Regions from separate parts of the Danio rerio genome. Here region 1 is linked to region 2. The links are chromatin contacts, called in public Micro-C maps. All regions are on one chromosome and are shown on one strand. The core of a region is the stretch at or near the end of the contact, and the rest is flanking DNA. Distances in the headings are between cores, read along the strand shown.

The links. Hi-C and Micro-C count contacts between places; a contact is called where the count stands out from the background.
Region 1: a Micro-C map of caudal fin shows a contact between it and region 2, with 1.9 times the contacts expected there. The contact joins the promoter of srsf5a here to the promoter of actn1 in region 2. A contact is called at or near these places in 1 of 18 Hi-C or Micro-C datasets (caudal fin) and 1 of 4 datasets of contacts at active chromatin or transcription factors (embryo).

Annotation. Positions count from the first base shown.
Region 1 is chr13:39,997,123-40,003,095 of GRCz12tu, forward strand. srsf5a (serine and arginine rich splicing factor 5a) reads right to left here and starts at 4,022. Exons shown (of 8, transcript NM_200867.1): 1 at 4,004-4,022; 2 at 3,210-3,360; 3 at 3,046-3,116; 4 at 2,783-2,896; 5 at 2,637-2,706; 6 at 1,461-1,534; 7 at 901-1,008. The coding sequence starts at 3,335. It overlaps LOC794838 (deubiquitinase DESI2), which reads right to left. Exons shown (of 7, transcript XM_073920182.1): 7 at 4,369-5,973.
Region 2 is chr13:39,856,136-39,862,277 of GRCz12tu, forward strand. It overlaps actn1 (actinin, alpha 1), which reads right to left and starts at 1,365. Exons shown (of 22, transcript NM_001168286.2): 1 at 969-1,365. The coding sequence starts at 1,103. It overlaps LOC141377037 (a long non-coding RNA gene), which reads left to right. Exons shown (of 2, transcript XR_012388837.1): 2 at 1-1,359.

The DNA of each region.
Region 1 (5,973 bases), core at 2,772-5,271, 140 kb after region 2:
AGAAGTTTTCTTTCTTGAACAAGTTTTGAAAAATTATGGAAACCTGTTGAAAAATGTTGCAGGGTGTTCCATGACACCCTGACAGAAAATACACAGAGCAAGGGCACTAGCTGCTAGAGAATGTGTGGGGAAAAAGTTGCTAATCATCATGTTTTTTTGGGATTGTCAGAAATTAACCCCATACTAGAAAGAGATTAAAATCCATTTAGACACCATTTTTAAATTAAGAAATTCCCCTTACTTGTGAGCCTTTATATTTAGGTAATATAAATTTAGATGGATGTATTCATAAAGACAACAAACTTGTTTATTCTTCTGACAGCTTGTACAAAATAAAAATTACTACATTCACCTCCAATTGAAGAACGGATTAATACAGTACACACTATACATGTCATGGATCTTTTTTTAATAACAGACGGAAAGCTTTTTCTAGTTTAGAGTTAATAGAGAAGAGTATTTCACCAATATGCCTGGATGTTTCTTGATTTGTAAATTTAAAAATTTAGATTTTGCATCTAAATATTTATCTGTTTTTGTTTAAAGGCAATCTTCAAACTTAAAATAAAAAAACAACATTTGTGGAAACCTTTTACCATTGACTTCCATAATATTTTCCTAATATGAAAGGAATCGGTTTCTTGTTAACATGATTGAAAAGAAATTCTGCATTCAACAAAAAAAACTTAATTCAACAAATAAATCTCTAACGTCACAATATTTTAAGTCTGAAAATTAGTTTAGATTAAAATGGATTTGACTAGTACTTTGAGAACTCACAATCAAACAGACTATTGTCAGGCTGTAGATAATAAACCAAAAGTTTAAGCTTATAAAATTGGCAGCTAAATTGAGTAAAAATACGTAAAAACGGTTTCTGAAGTACTCATTTATACATACTTCCTCTTGCGATCCTCATACAACTTGAGTTTGCGCCCGTTCAGGTCAGTTCCATCAAGCTTCTCGATGGCATTCTTCATATCACTGTGTGAAGCAAACTCCACCACCCTAGAAAATAAGGAAATCAGTTAACCAAAAGAAGATTTTTGGAAAGTGAAAATAAAAGTTCATCAACATACCCTTAAACTACAAACACGTGACAGTAGCTAGGTTTTCATCCAAAAATGCTAATTAATGGACAAAACAGGAATATCACAAAAGACGTGCGAATAAAGCAGCGTTTCCATCCAACGAGTGAAAGAGAAAAGTCACTTGCTGATTAACTGGCAGCAAAAATTAAATATAAAAACCGAATTTGCTGCAGTAGAAGCTGTGGGAAGCTTTTCTTCATTTATTAAATGATGTGTGACTCAGAAGACTAGGCTGACACACAATGAACACGCAAGCATTTAAAAGTGTAAGATGCAGAGCACAGACGCTCTTGACATTATGCGTATAAAAATGTGGATGGAAACACAGCTAGTAAGAGCAGGCTTGTGTTTATACGAACATGAACTTACCCTTCATTCTTTTTGGTCCTGTGTGCATCCACAAAAGTGACTTCTCCAACCTTCCTCATCAAGTCCTTCAGGTCCTGTAGGAGAGCACAGAGTACTTAAATGACATGTTTTCAGAAAAACAGCACCGAGTCACAGACTGCAGTTTAGCACCCACACATTATATACACACTGCATTCTGCAGCATCTGCTCTAAAATGTGCACTGCTGCACCTGTAGAAAGCTCCCTCAACAGATGGCGTCTTACCGGTGGATCTGTCCCAGTTATTAAATTACCAGAACAGTTTTCAGCAACCCAGGTTTCTTTAAGATGGCCCTCTGATGGAGACACGCCTGACTAAAGCTAGTTCCTGAGAACAGGTTCTCAATTTGGTTAAGTAGATTTTGTGCAAATCTCAAGTCTACCTCCCAGCAATCTCTCCATTTACAGCTAACGCCAGATTTAAAGTGACAGATCCCTCTTAACCGTGTAACTATCCAGTGTGATGAGCTACTTACCGTTCCAAACCACAGAAGGCATTAGCAAAGAGCCACTTGTCCAAATAGCAAACTGAAGCAATGAAGCGTTAAAACGACCTCGGAATCGACCCATCCGGCCTCCGTAAGAACGGACCCCACCAGAGAGAGAGAGAGAGGATGGGGGAGGGGCCAAAACCCTGCACCCCTCCCCGCTTCAGCACCAACAGAATAAGACCCAAACATCAGATCGGAGGGGATGGAGCAGATCTGACATCACAGACCCTCCAGAGAGCGGCTACCCAGCTCCTCTAAGGCTATCCTGTGCTACGGCTCTGTTTGGAGCTACGGACCCAGCCAAGACTTAGACCGGCAGACATTGCATGACGGGTGAGGCACCACAGGGACACTATTGAGAACACAACCAGGGGAGGGCGCTATGCACCTCGCAGGCTGTGCATGCAACTCCAATTAAAGAATACCAGAGCACAGCTGTTAAAGAAAAGGTTTGAAAAACATGGGTCTGGGTTAGAGAACCTTTCAGCATTCAAATCATCATTTATGTAAGGTTTGGCTGAGGTGAAGAGTAAATTCCAGTTTAACAGTAACAATAACTATTGCTTTGTGTGCTTGTACTGATGTCAATGGCAAACGAAATGCAGAGTTGATGAAACGCTTACAACAGTAGGCCACTATGCCACTCTGATAGTGCGGGGAGCTCACCTGCCAGCTGATGCGAGAGGAGAGATTCTCCACTATGATTCTGTGCTCTGTGCGCACTGGTGGTCCATACCTGTGAAAAGGGCAGGGGTCAATTCGAAGGACTGAATCATACGGGAAAAATACCAGTACTCAAAACGCAAACAAACCTGGAACCGCCACTGCGGGACTGACGATAACCTCCAAAGCGTGGAGAGAAACGACCTCCCATTCCTGGGCCACCACCTCTTCCTCTGCGAGAGCGGGCATGCTCAATGGTCACCCTAGAGTCAAGACAGCAGCATTAAGCAACAGTGAAACAAAACTGATCTATTGTTATGCTAACAGTCAACAAAACTCATGGGATATTTCAATGAAAATTATTTTCATGACTCGTTAAAACCAGTGTACGCAGCACTGGATTCAGTCTCACCTCTCACTGCACAGCTCTTTGCCATTCAGTTCATACACTGCATCATCTGCATCCCTGTAGTCGTCAAACTCCTGTAAACAAAAACAGACAGCAGGGGGCAGTAAGACACTGACTTCACTTGCACGTCTCAAGCAAAAAAGACCCTCAAGTGTCTTAATACTCACCACAAAGCCAAACCCGTTTTTCAGGTTAATCTCTCGGATACGTCCGTAGCCTTTGAAGAACTTCTCCACATCTCTTTCACGAGCATGAGGGCTCAGACGGCCAATAAACACACGACATCCACTCATGGTGATGAAAGTTTTTTTTAAATATCTGGGTTTAGAGAAAGGCAAGTTAAATCAACAGTTTGGCAACAACTATGAACTGTATGGAGAAAAAAAAAGTTCACGCGCCGCCCTGTTGGTCATTAACAGAATAACCGCTGGATAATCATTTGTAAAAGTCCAGTCAGTCCATGTAAATCATTAATAAACATCACGACAAACTATACGTGAATCTAGGACAAAAAAGGGTTTCTGCTATACCCGGTCCTCCAACAAACATTGCGTGAGCAACAACGGCTTTACTGAAGCGTTTGATTTCCCGCTTACGTTACAAAACGGCACGTTTCTCTGCAGAACTTCATAATTTGTATTTAAACAATTACTACACACACTGCAACGGTAGGTTACTGAAAACACAAATTGATACTAAGTTACAAATAATAAATTCTACAAAAAAGTTTAATAACTTTGAGAAAATAATCCGCATCTAACGTGACAAACACGCACCAGCCTCGCGGCCGAGGCCTAGCCCACATGCGCAGAAACATTTACTTCGATGTCAAACCATAAAAACAAACCAAAAACGTTAAAACGAAGAACATTTGCAGCAATAAATCTAACATGAATAACAAATCTAACAATATAACTAAAATAAAAGATGATAACTAAGGAAATCAGCTACGTCCTCTCACCTCTGGATACCGAACAAAATGGCGTTGGCCTCGATACTGGAGAACGCGGCCACGCGCAGAAGTATATATATGCGTGTTCACGCGCGGGGGGAGGGTAAAGGCGAGGCTCGTGCATGCGCACGTAAACCCATCGAAATAGGAACCCATCTATGGTTTCAATTTCACATACATACACTGGTTGTGGTTCGTCACAACACAGCCCTTGGTTTATATTCAGTTGTTAACGTTAGCCTATATTTTATACTTTAGCATCTGAAGTCAGTTTATGGAGGATTGATCTAGTCTGGAAGTTATCAGGAAACTGGAGACAGACATCACATGAGCTAAGCAAAGGAAGAGTCACATGAGAACAATGACTCTTGGGATTAGGTGTGAATTAATTTAATCAATGTTTAAAAATAATACAGAAATGAGCATCTCCACCCAGTGACAGCAATGAAGTTCTGGAGAAAAACACTTTTAATTTCTTTATTCTCTAATCATCTGTAAATATCTGAAATCATCCATCACATCAAAACAAGAAGTACTAATCGAGGCTAGAAATGGCATCAGTGGGGAAAGCCTATAAAACGAGTCTTGCTGAACTAGTAAAAGATCACAGTTGTGGACTAAATAAAACAAAAATAACATTATAAGAATCAGGCTCTAACGGTTGATAAGATCTTTGACAAAACAACAGTAAATAATCATATTCCAAATATAAAATTCAATTATATAAATACGTCTCCAAATACATCCCACAGATTTGACACCCATGTTGCCACCTACAATGCCATGCCATCCTGAGAGACAGAGGGGAATATGGGCTTCTAGAAGAGATTTGCAAATAGAGAAGCAAAATGGCACAGAAGCATCAAAATAATACTGAAAGACGAATCATTTACTCTTATATATACCATAGTCAGGGTATACCACATTTTTAATATTTATAATTTATAATGAAGATTGCCGTTGACCTTTTTTAGCTGACAAAATTTTCTACCACTGTTTGTGGTAAGTTTTAAAATTGCCAAATTACCGACCCATTGAACAAACTGTACAACTGTTTGACAACAAAAATTTGATATTGTGCACACCTTAACTAAGGTCTAAAGCCTAAAAAGGCCTTTAGTTGTGGCCTTCAGTTGAAAACAATTCACTACTTTTAAAATCTGAACAGATTTTAAAACACTAGGCATCATACACTTGCTTTGTTACAGAGAAAATCTGGGCATCATACATTAAGGAGTACATGTACCACCAGACTGAACACACACACAGAAACGTGTGTCATTAAACCAGGGCTTGTTCGATATCCCCCAACTTGGATGTAATCATAATCTGAAGCTTTTTTTTTACTCTTCAGACTGGCTTTGGTTTTTGGCAATTGATGCTGACTCTTCCAGACATAGAACCGGGGAGTATGTCTGTGCAAATGTAGCAATGTGTGATTACTGGACTATTTATTCAGCCTGTACGTTTAAAAGGCAGATAGCACAATACTGAAAGCCAAGAGTGACCATTAACACCTCTGCAACACACATTCCCTCTCTTCTTAACCACTCAGCTGTTGCATTCAATCACAACACAGTAAGACAGTACTGATACCAGAACTGATGTGCAGACCACACCCACACTTACCCACCCTACCCCCTCAACATCAGCCGCACAAATGCCCCCTTTGTGTCCTCAACGACAGGGCAACAGCACTCTTTTGTTTCAGCTGAGTCCAGCATATCAATGGCTTACAGTTAAAAGGCTGCAATTTCCAGCTGCGGTCAGTGGTTTCGTCGGCCCTTTTCAAAGTAAATTCATCAAAAACCTTGCACCAAAATATAAAAAATAGCAAAAGAGAATTCATAAAATGAATGTAAACCAAGATGACATAAGATTGACATCGTGTAATTAAATTAAAGCAGATTTATATTAGTAAAATCATGGAGGAGGAAAAAAATGAAGGTAAAGAATGCAAGTTCCTCAGCAATCCTCAT
Region 2 (6,142 bases), core at 115-2,614:
TCCAAACCACATAGCAAATTCTGATTCTCAAACAAACGACTCATTTGAACAAATCATGTTAGTGAATCAAAAAGAATTATGACTCGTTCCAACATTATTTTGACTCGCTAGTGAACCCCAAATTATTACTTTCATCGATAAAGGAACTAATATTTGATCAACTTTTAACTGACTCGCTGTTCACTTGACAACGACGTGTAGTTAAAATTCACAACTTCTGATCTGTATTTACAAGAAACAAACAAATATACCTAATTGCAAAACCAAAATCATTATCATAAGCCCTTGCTGCATCTATTCTGTTGTAATCAGAATTAGCTCATTATTTGGCAACAGACAGCTGGGGACAGTGAGTGCAATGAAATTGCAGTTCTTGTTTCAAAAGACATTTCCTCGTATGACTGAAGTCGTTAAGGGGAATCGGAACCACAATGAGGCTCATCCATGGGTTAAACCGTAAGAGCGTAAATAAAGTGAGCTCGTGCTCTCGGCGCGCGCCCGCAGCGGATCATATGAGCCGCATTCATGGAGCAGAGGCTGCTGTCGCTGACATCTGTTGCGCGCGGTGAGCAGAAGCGGTGGGCGCTCGGTGTCCGGTGATCAGGGTCCGGATCGGTTGACTTGGGGGCGGGCCGTGATAATGCTCAAATGAATGGAGAGACAGAAGAGAGAATAGGAACATGCGCAATCCCGCAACAGATGTTCCTCAAGTTTCTTATAATGAAAGCTGATAGTTTGAGAATATGTATAGATGCCCTACAATCTATAAGATAAACAAATACGATAGACAAAAATAGTGATTAATCCATGCGTCGCACTGCAAAGTCTATTTCACCAGCAGTCACACAACTCAAGAAACCGCACGCCACGGGGCCCTTACATCGTTTTGACAATGCATTTTTACTGCTGGTTTGCATTAGGACTGTTTGCACCTTTAGCCGGTGGTGTTGAGAGATTATAGCGCATACCTTTCTCTGCTGTTTCTCCCAGGCGGGGTCGAGCAGCATATCCCGGTCCCAGTCATCTTCCTGCTGCATATAGTCGTTCTCTCCTCCATCATATTGATGGTGATGGTGATGTTGTGGATGGTGGTGGTGATCCATTCTGAACTGCTGTCCCCGTCTCTCTCCGGTCCTCCGGTCTCTCTCTCTCTCTCTCCCACAGAGCGCTGCAGTAAACACTCCCGTGCGCACTTAAAACGATGAGCACGAAACTAACGTCACTGCCTCGTTTCCCTGCCCCGTTCACTCACACCAAAGTCTGTATCTCCTCGTCTTTCTAGCTCTGTCCGTTTTTTCACCGCCGCTATCCAGAGTGGCGAGTAGGCAGAACCTCCAGCACGAGCATCGGCAGCAAAAACTTCACAGTAACGGTGAAAAAAAAGGAGGACGCCGCAGGGCGTCTGATTGGCTAGTACGCACAGCTTTAAAGCCCGCCTACTAGACACTGTGATTGGCTATTATCGCTGTCTGTTATAGATTTGGTGTAAGGGGTATCTGCATGGTCTCAGTTTAAAGGGGAGCTATATTTGTTGCATAAAACTTAAGTACATTATGCAAGTGTGTTTGCATTCATATTCTAAAATATTAATATAATGTTTTTTTTTTATTCTTGCTATTAAAGGTCTTTAATGATTTATTGCCCTGAAAGAGGCCACACCCTTTTGATTCATCTCACCGTGTCTCAGGTAACAGCGCTATGTTCCGGTTTTTGGTTGGAGGGTGTTGGTGGGAGATACAAAACTACATCGAAGATCCAGGAAATCTCACATTAATAGACTACCACCAAATCGTTAGTGGTAGGTAGTTTGGTTTCTGGTCAAACTGGTCATTAACTAATCACCTTTGATTCACAACAGACCTCATCCAGTTTATGACGTTCAAGCTTGTTTTTGGAATATAGTTGTTAAATGGATAGTTCAGCCCCACAAAATAAATTATTATTCATTTAAAATAATTTACTTATCCTCAGGCCAGATGTGACTTTTTCCCTTCAGTAGGAAAACCCACATATGAACAAATTTAACTCACATTGAGCTGTGCTCTACTACAGAAAAAAAGTCACCTACATCTTGCATTGCATGAGGCAGAGAAAATCAGCAGAGCATTGATATTTTTGGGTGGACTATCCCTTTGTCAGGCATAGCTTACACCAGCTAAAAAGCGTGTTCCAAAAGCCCGCTACTCTCTTGGGCTGGAATTTGCCAACAGGGTAATGAGCCTATGAAACTTTCACACCATTATAAATTATTAGAATAGATGAAAGTGGAAGCTCCTGCTGTGCCAGATCAAGGCCATATGTGGTCAGGCCTTCATAAAGAAGTCTGCCGAGACAGGCAGAGGATATCCCTCATATTCATCACATCTAACTGCAGCAAGAAAGCTGTGAAGTTGAAGATGTTGAGATTTCCTCCTCTAATTCCTTGTGGTTATTTCTGGAACAGGGTTGAAATGATTAGTTCTGTTTATTCATGGCATGTCTGACACACCATAGCGTGCTCTGACGCAAACATATGTTTGCCTTGTGAGTATCTGATGCTCTGCATTGGCTGAACAAGGGTCAACGGTTCATGTGATGCATTGCCATGGATATCTTATTGTCTCTTTTTGCACATCTACAAGGTCACTTTCTAGAATAATTATTCATGTTGTAAAATAAATATAAATTAGACGAATGCCTAAGGAACACTCAATAGAAAAATGTTTACTTAATCTGGATTGGAATTGCCAGCTTCAATTATTTGTTTAAGGTATAATTCATTTATTCATTTTCTTTTCGGCTTAGTCCCTTTATTAATCAGGGGTCGCCACAGCAGAATGGACTGCCAACGTATACAGCATAAGTTTTACGCAGCGGATGCCCCTCCAGCTGCAACCCATCACTGGGAAACATCCACACACACACACAACGGACAATTTAGCCTACTCAATCCACCGACAGCACTTCTTTGGACTTGTGGGGGAAACCGGAGCACCCGGAGGAAACATGCAAACTCCACACAGAAATGCCAACTCACCCAGTCGAGGCTCTAACCAGCAACTTTCTTGCTGTGAGGAGATCATGCTACCCACTGTGCCACCATGAAACCCTATTTTAGGTATAATATATGTTATATTTATATATATACCTGGGTGTTATTTTCGATTGTGATCTTAATTTTAAATCTCATATTAATCAAGTTACAAAAACATGTTTTTATCATTTAAGAAAATGTTGCCAAAATTCGTTCTTTCCTATCTTTCGATGATGCCAAGAAATTAATTCATGCTTTTATTTTCTCTCGGCTTGATTATTGCAATGCTATCTATACTGGTCTACCTAAGGGTTCTACAATGAAGTTGCAATTGATACAAAATGCAGCAGCCAGAGTTTTAATGAAATAAAAGAAACGAGAGCACATTACACTAGTATTAATAGAATTACACTGGTTTCCTGTGCACCAAAGGATAGATTTTAGGATTCTTTTATTAGTTTTTAAAGCACTACAAAATATGACACCTTCCTACATTTCTGACTGTTTAACAAAATATAATCCAAACCGTTTACTACGCTCTTCTAGTGCTGGACTTTTAGAATTTTATCCTGTAAACCTGATGCGATCTGGCCGCACTTCTTTTAGCCATTATGCTCCAAAAATTTGGAACTGTCTCCCCCTTGAAGTGAAAGAATCCCCAAGTATTCATGTTTTTAAAAAGCGTGTTAAGACACATCTTTTTAAAATTGCATATGATTAAACAAGTTTGTTAGGTGTACGCATTTTATCTATTTTGTTGTAGGTTTATGTATGTAATGTAGGGTGTGTGCCTGCATATGTAAGGACTATTGTGTGTGTGATCATGTGGATATATACTTACATTTTGTGTACATGAATGCTTTTATTTCAGTATATGTGATAAGTTTTTGTGGTCTATTTTAATGCTTTTGTTGTTGTTTGTGAGGCACTTTGAGTTGCATGTATGTTGGAAAAGTGCTATACAAATAAGTTTATTATTATATTATTACTATTATATATTATAATATATATGTTACAAAATACGAATATAAAAGACCATTTGAAAATTGTCAGATTCTCTGGATTTATTTCGTATGAGTTTGAGTGAAATGTACTTTTATAAAAGAATTGTGATTATTAAATAAAATAATTGATTCAATAAGTCCGTGAAAATAGATTCAAACAGATGAATAGGAGGGCGAATTACCATTTTGGGAGGGCGCAGTGACATCTAAAATGCCACAGAACACTATTAACATATTCAATGACAACTGTATTACAAAAAAGTGGCTACTCTTCATTTGTCAGAGCTGTCAAACTGAACACTGTTACTTAACATCCCAAATGCATGGCATCAGTTCAAAAGTCCACCTCCTCTCTACAAACCTTCAGACCAACATTCCGAAGAAGGCTGTAGTCTGGGACTAAATGCCTCTGCCATGTAGGGTAAACCCCTCCTGCTGGACAGAAGTTCCCCTCTGAACATGACAGAGGCTGGCCTTCTCTGGCATAAAACACTATTTTCACAATCAACATGCCATTTTAGAATAGACATTTATCTAGACATTTATCTTTAAATATTTATCGTATTTATCATATCTATCATATTTATCTGCCTATCTATCTATTTGTCGGTCTGTCTATTAATCTATCTGTCTATCAATCAATCAATCAATCAATCTGTCTGTCTCCCTTAAGAAAAAAATACAATAGCAACCACCACCACAGAAGAGATTTCAACTAAAATGCATTAAAACATAACAAACAATCTAATATTACCCAATATAACTTGAACATTTAAATGGTTGCTAGTTTGTTTAGGGGTTTAATATGCCGTTAATACAAAGTGAAAAAAAAAATTATATATATATATATATATATATATATATATATATATATATATATATATATATATATATATATATATATATATATAATAGTTTCTTTTCTTTTAAAAAATCATTATAGCCATTGAAACCCTCACAAATTGTATTTATATTCCCTTTTTTGCACCAAAGCACCTGTCTGTCAATCATTCTTTTACTAAATTTGAGGACCTAGAACACTTAAGTTTGATCTGATCTAGGAACATTTTAGCAGCATTCTTCAGCAGTGTTATCCCTGCAAGTATGAGCATGGGTCAGAAGCGCACAGTCGCTCTGCACTCGCTGTAGTCTGTATCGCTCTTCCATATATGGACAAACTTCCAAGCGGCGAATGTTTGGGAAAGTGACGTCACGGGATAAGAGCACAGACAGTGAGATCTGTTTCTTAACGCTGCTTAATCAACACAGTAAAACACTTTTCGCCCGTGCAAATAACACTTTCGTTCGGCGTATGACAAATTTATTTAGGAGTCCCCCACCGTTGGAGCTTATTTCGCTAACATGTGACGTTTTTTGTTGTTTGCCGTACAATGGAAATTCACTTTCGCATGAACGGAAAGTTATTCTGTAGGTCTGAATTAGATGTTAAACTTCGCCAGACGGTGTTAAACAGCGCCGGTCTAGCAGCTGATTCACCAAACTGGAGAACTTTTGACCTGGGATTATGTAAACAGGAAACACTTTCTCCTGAAGCAATTTAAAGGAGCAGGTCATTGAGGGAAAGCGGGCTAATTTGGTTTCTTTCAAGCTGCGTTTTTTTTAGCTGTAATAACACTTTTTGGTTTTGGGCAAATAATGAACAACCATAGCCTATAGAGTTAATAGTAAACAGTGTTGAGGGTAACGCATTACAAGTAACGTGGGTTACGTAATAGCCTATTACTTTTCTAAAGTATGAGTAAAGTAACGCATTACTTTAAAATATATATAAATATATTTGAGTTACTTCTTAAAATATCTATAACTCGTTACTTTTCAGATTAAATATTATGCCTTTTTAAATAATTTGCTGAATTAAAATTAGTATAATCATGTTGAATCACATTGAGAGAATGAGCTCCCTGCGGGAACAGACAGAGACCAAGATGGTAGAGCCTTACACTTCTGTGATGGAAATTTTCTCATTGAACACATGAAAAAAAGGGGATAGTTTCAATAGGCAATGATTTTACTGAACTAATAAGACAAAAATACAAAAGTATAAATGGCATGTATAGCATCAGGAACCTCTCAGAAGGTAACATTATTTAAAAAAAAAAAAAAA